2 separate regions of the Sus scrofa genome follow, and region 1 is linked to region 2. Evidence: chromatin contacts called from public HiChIP or PLAC-seq data. All regions are on one chromosome and are shown on one strand. Each heading gives the region's core, a stretch centred on a gene start, on an enhancer-like site or on the middle of the called end of the contact. The rest is flanking DNA. Distances are from core to core; before and after follow the strand shown.

Region 1 (2,700 bases), core at 98-2,597, 200 kb before region 2:
CAAGACGGATCACAGTGAGGAGAGGCCAATGGAGAACCAAACACCCACTTCCTAGGGGGTGGGGTGGGGGGATCATCAGACAGGCTGCCTAAAACCCTGCGGCCCCAATGAGCCCTCTGAGGTTTCAGGGAAATAACACCCTGCCCCCAAACAAAAACCCCTCCAAGTTTGAGACTTACAGCAACTTCCCTTGAGGGAAGCAAAGTTACTCATGCTTGAGAACCAAGAAGGTCAACGTCTCCAGAAGGTTCGTCAAAACTGGCGGTGCGGATGTGCAAGGACACGCACGTGACACGGAGCCCACTTAAAGTGGGGGAAGCCTCCCTGGGGGCTCACTGGGGCGGAGGGAGGCGAAGCATTACTGAGACGCCTCTGGTCCGGCACCTCCCCACAAAGCTGCCAGGCTGCCGCAAGAATGAAAAGTAACGAGACCCTGCAGCTGTCCCTGGGCCCAAACAGACAACTATAGCAACTACTGTTGTCACTGGACCTACTATGTGCAGGGCAGCCTGCTAAGTGTTCCTCAGATCCCAGTTAACCAGCGTAACGCTTCTGATGACACTGTAATTACGTAGGTTTAAACGGCAACACCGCAAAGGAAGAAAGGATAGAATCGGGCTGAGAAAAGGAAAAAGAGAGCAACCCTGATGGGACATGCCTTCTGGGCCTCACATGGGGCTCTGCCTTCCAGGATCCCCTTTTACTCAAGACAGAAAAAGCTCCGCCGACAAAACGGCATCCTGAACCTCAGGCTCAAACCCAGGTCCATCCGACTCCAGAGCTGAGTCTGCACACTGATGCTACCTTTTTATGTCTCTGAAAAACCCACTTCCCTGCAGTTCCAACCAGCCCATCACTGCAGGCTGCAGGGCAGGTGACACAGCAGGCTTCTGAGGGCAGGGAGCCACTTGTTAGGGAGACTGGACTCTAGGGGAGGCAGACAGGAAGGCCAGGCTTCACTGATACCCGAGAGCCTCAGGGCTGAAAATCAGTGCCAAATGTCTGAAGAAGCATCAGCCCTGGGCATCGGAGGGGGTGGGCAACTACCAGTGCAGACCCACTGGGTGAGAAGCTTCTGCCTGTGCACCATCCTTGGAGTGGCAGGAGGCCACTTCCGCTCGCGGGTCAGCCCTCTTGCACACATGAATCACCAGGACCAGGCAGGAGCATGGGAGGTTCTGCAAATCCATCCCCATCAGTGGAAACAAAACACAGGGACTCCATCCTCCATCAGCGGACGGCCCGCGTCACCACCTCTGACAAAAGGCCGTGCACTGGGTGGGGATGGTGCCTCCACGCTCGCTCTCCAGGCCTGTGAGGTCTCGCAGCCCTGGCAGAACACCAGGGGGCAGTGTTGTCAGGAGCAAGGGGGCAGAGCCACAGCCCCCTGGCCCACGGAAGGGGGGCCCCCTGTCCTGAGCCTGCTCTGAGCCCCAGCTGGGCTTCTGTCTCCTCCGCAGTCCAGAGAGATGGTCCAGGCCCACTCCCTCAGAGAGGTGCCAAGTCTCCAGGCATTGGCTGCGGCCTCCCGCCCACCCCAGCCTGCATCCCCAGCCCCTCAAGCCTCACCCCTGGGCGGCTGGGAAATCACGTCCAGGTCACAGAGGCACCTAAGTAAACACGCACACTGAGATCCAGCACACAACGTGTGTGTCCGCACAGACGGCCATTCATCCACGGCCTGTGGCAGCAGCCCAATTATAAATAGCCCGGCTCAGGGTGACGATGACCGGCTCTTCAGCAGAGTTCTCTGGCCTTTAGCAGTGGTGTGAGCGCTGCCTCCTCTTAACCTCTTTTAGCTCCACAGCCGAGCGCAGAGCCCCGTCGTACGCGCCCACGGGCAACATGCCCCGGGTGAGACTGTTGAAAAACAGGCGCTGACTGATGCGAAGCCGAGAGACACGGGGTCCACAGAGGTCTCTGGGTCGCAGGCGTAAAAATCACAACGCTGTTTCACAAGGAATGAGGGGCACAGCTTCCTATGCCTCGGCCGGCGTTCCGCAGCAGCACCCGGCTGGCCATCAGGCTCTGCGGACCCTCCGTCCACACACCACGTACCACTGCCCGCCCCCCATCCCTGCCTCTTCAGCTCACAGCGCAGAGCAAGCCCTGCCTCCCGTCCTCCCAAGCTCAGTTCCAACAGCCTGGCATGGCTTCTAGGTCGAGAAGAAAAGCAATCTGAGATCCAAAGAACCATCTAACTCCGGAGAGACCACACAGGGCAGACAGCTCACCCTTACCGCCAGCCATGGCCAAGGACAGCTTGGCACTGAGTCTTCGCCAGAACAGACCCCCACCACCCCCTCCTAACACAGGCACAAGTTTACAGCGTGGCTCGGATTACAGGGGAAAGGGACACAACATCTCCATTATTTTCATTCAAACACGTTTACGGCATCAATAATAAATGACCAACATGGATATTCCAGGGAACCAGGCATGTGAGGACCCCTTGACTTGCTGGGTTATTTCTATGCACTGAAAGGATGTGTATTTGCCCCAAAATCGTACATTGAAGCCCCACCCCCAGTGTGATGGTGTTTGGAGGTGGGGCTTTGGGGAGGTTATAGGTTTAGATGAGGTCCTGAGAGGGAAGCTGGAGCTCTTTCTCCATCACATGAGGAACATCGAGAACCTGGAACCCAGCCTCACACCCTGATCTCGGATTTCCTGCCTTCCCAACGGTGAGAAGTGAGTCGC
Region 2 (2,700 bases), core at 41-2,540:
GAGGTAACTTGGAGAACGCTGGTATCTCCACTCTTTCGCCACCTCAATCTCTCTCCTCCTCCTCCTCCCTTCCCTTTCTTTAACGCTTTGTTTTATTCCGAAGAAAACCCAGCACTTAGAGGAGATTCATCCAGCTTTCCAAGAGGGGCTTTAAGAGTTTGGGGAACTGGGAGTGCGGGGAAAGGATACATAGGGAAGGGAGGGGAAAAAAAAGAAAACTATGTGGAAAGTGAATGGAAGCTGAATGTCATTTGAAACAGGAGAAAAAGAAGCGACGGAGAAATGACTTAAAGCAGAAACATGGGCATCTCTGTAGCCAGAGTTCAGCCCCAATTAATAACCTTTGGGGTTAATGGGGGGGGGAGACTGAGCGACGTTCGAAATCAGCCACATGCCTGAGCCCCATTCTAAATCCGCTTAGCTACTACCGAAGACACCTCCAAAAATAACACTTAAACTTTCTTCTAAAATAAAGACAAAATCCAGAAGGGAATGGTTTACCTGGAGCGTTTCGTAGTGGGATCTCTCATGACCATACATTCTCTAATTTCTCCAAATTTGCTAAAATAGTCTCTAAGGCTATCTGTAGAGAGAAAGAGAGAGATGGGGGGGGAGAAGGTGTGGGGAAAAAAAAAAGCAATGCAAATTTTGATCAAGGACAAAAACCAAAAGTAGTTTTCTGTTGTTATTCTGGGGGGTTTTTTGCACACGCGGGGGAAATTCGGCAACAGAGGTCGCGTAGAGGGCTCGGAAAGGATTTGCTATTTAAAAAAATAACCTTGCACAGGAGAAGTGGGGAGCCAATGGCGGGGGGGGGCTCCTACACCGGGATAACAAAGAGCAATAAAGAAGCCAAGAAGGGGGGGACCCAGGCGTCCCCCCCTCCCTCCCTTACCTGGTGAGGTCTGCCAGCTCAGTCCACCGATAAACATTTTACTAGAGGGAGAAAACATAACAGAAGTGAGCACCGATGTCAGATCGGCCATTTTGACGTGTAACTTACAAAAGCTAAAAGGAAAGCAGGGGGGAGCGAGCGAGCGAGAGCCGGGAGGTGGGGTGGGGGAGAAGGTGACGGCGAAATGCAATCCAAAGGTGTGTAACTTCCACGGGGGGGCGCGCGGGAGGGGCGGGGGGGCGCGGGAGATGCCCGGCTCCGCGCACCGCCGTCCCCGCCGCTGCAAGGAGAGCGAGCCCGAGGCGGCGCGGTGGGCAGCGGCTGGAAACTTACCCGGGGTCGTGCTGGGAGTCGTTGGCGCTGCCCGAGGTGCCTTGGCTCCCATTTGCCTCCATATCTGAGCCCCCCCGCCCCCCCACCCCCAAAAAACCGAGCCCCACAGCGATCGGAGCGGAGCGGCGGCCGGCTCCGAGCCCCGAGATCTCCCGCTCCCTCCTCCCCCTCCTCCTCCCCCCCGCCCGGGCTCCTCCGAATCTCTCAGCGAGCGGCGGAGCCGGGGCAGCGGCGAGAGCCGTCACACGTGGGCTCGGCTTAGCTCAGCCCCGCTGCTCGCACACCCCCCGTCCCCGCCCCCCCGGCCCATCCCCACCTCTCCCCCTCCTCCTCCCCACCCCCATCCCCTCCTCCTCCCCCTCCTCCCGGCGCACGTGGGGCGGAGTTCTAGAACGTCGTGTAACCAATGCCGGTGACGTCACGCACCCCGGTGCGGCCCCCGCCTGCCGCGCGCGCACACTCGGCCCCCCGCAGCCGGACCCACGGGGGCGGTGCGCGAACCCCGCGGCCCGAGGGGCCCCGCCTCCGGGCGGGCCGGGCCGGGGGGCGGGGGGAGCGCACCCCGACTTCCCTCGATCACATGGGCTGCGTGGGGAGGGTGGATCGGGGGAGGGGGAAGCGCGGGGAGCTGGCCACCGCTCCGCACTCGGGCTGGGGAGAAGACGCCCCCCACCCCTTCTAGGTCGGCCTCTCCATTCAAGTTCCCCAGCCCCAGCCGCCGGGATCCGGGGATGGCACCAGCCGCCCTCCCGGCTCTGCGCCCTTTTTCCAGCCACCGCGCAGAAATTTAGGTCAAGGACGTCGGGATCAAACCCAGACCCTGGCGCTCCTCGGGCGGCCCCCGAGACCCCTCTAGGTCGGGGGCCTTCAGGATTGCGGAGACCCTCCCGCACCAACGCCAGCCACAAGTTTTATTTTCCTCTCGCGCTGGAAGTTCTCTCTGGCTCTCGCTCCAAACCGGCACGTCTTGCGCCGCTCCCCGCCCTTCCCTGGCAGAGGTACGAAATCCGTGCCCGGGAAAGGTTATTTTGGAACTTTGAGGAAACTGACGCGATTCCAGTGGTGAGAAAATGCCGAAGAAAGGGTTTCCGCGTTAATCATAGGGAGTTTAAAAAATATAATAAAATAGGTTTATAGGGGTCAAGGTCAAATGATTGGAGTTCAAATCAAATTTTTGCGTATAAAGAGAAATAGTTTGGGAGCACCTCCGGGAGGGCTGGGAAGGGTGGTTATTTGAGGAAACCCCTCTCAACCCCTTCGTTTTATGTATGTCTTATTGTTTCTATGCTGAGGTAGAGAAGTGCATGAAATGTAAATTAAGACCAAGCCCCCCACCATCTGTGGAGGTAGCTGAGGGTGGCAGAAGGCTTCAAATACGCTCACCCTGGCCACCTTAGGAGTAGTGGTGCAGCACAGGTCCTGGTACACAGTAGGTGCTTAAAAAGTGCTGCTTCTCATCCTTTCCCGCACTG

What was found. HiChIP or PLAC-seq counts read pairs in DNA pulled down with a chosen protein or histone mark.
Region 1: an H3K27ac HiChIP or PLAC-seq map of skeletal muscle shows a contact between it and region 2, with 6 times the contacts expected there. The contact joins the enhancer-like site here to the promoter of MSI2 in region 2. A contact is called at or near these places in 11 of 47 Hi-C or Micro-C datasets (alveolar macrophages, embryonic fibroblasts, fetal heart ventricle and 5 more) and 1 of 2 datasets of contacts at active chromatin or transcription factors (skeletal muscle).

The regions. Positions count from the first base shown.
Region 1 is chr12:33,732,093-33,734,792 of Sscrofa11.1, reverse strand. The region is part of intron 6 of MSI2 (RNA-binding protein Musashi homolog 2-like); the gene reads right to left. Among named protein-coding and RNA genes, the nearest start is that of MSI2, 200 kb to the right of the region's middle. Within about 2 kb of position 1,347, at least 10 of the 83 cell types and tissues checked have an H3K27ac peak or open chromatin away from gene starts, as enhancers often do. A contact at or near this core is called in skeletal muscle, where this site is marked.
Region 2 is chr12:33,535,865-33,538,564 of Sscrofa11.1, reverse strand. It overlaps MSI2 (RNA-binding protein Musashi homolog 2-like), which reads right to left and starts at 1,290. Exons shown (of 13, transcript NM_001315780.1): 1 at 1,229-1,290; 2 at 896-936; 3 at 502-583. The coding sequence starts at 1,290. It overlaps LOC110256167 (a long non-coding RNA gene), which reads left to right and starts at 1,619. Exons shown (of 3, transcript XR_002337445.1): 1 at 1,619-2,226.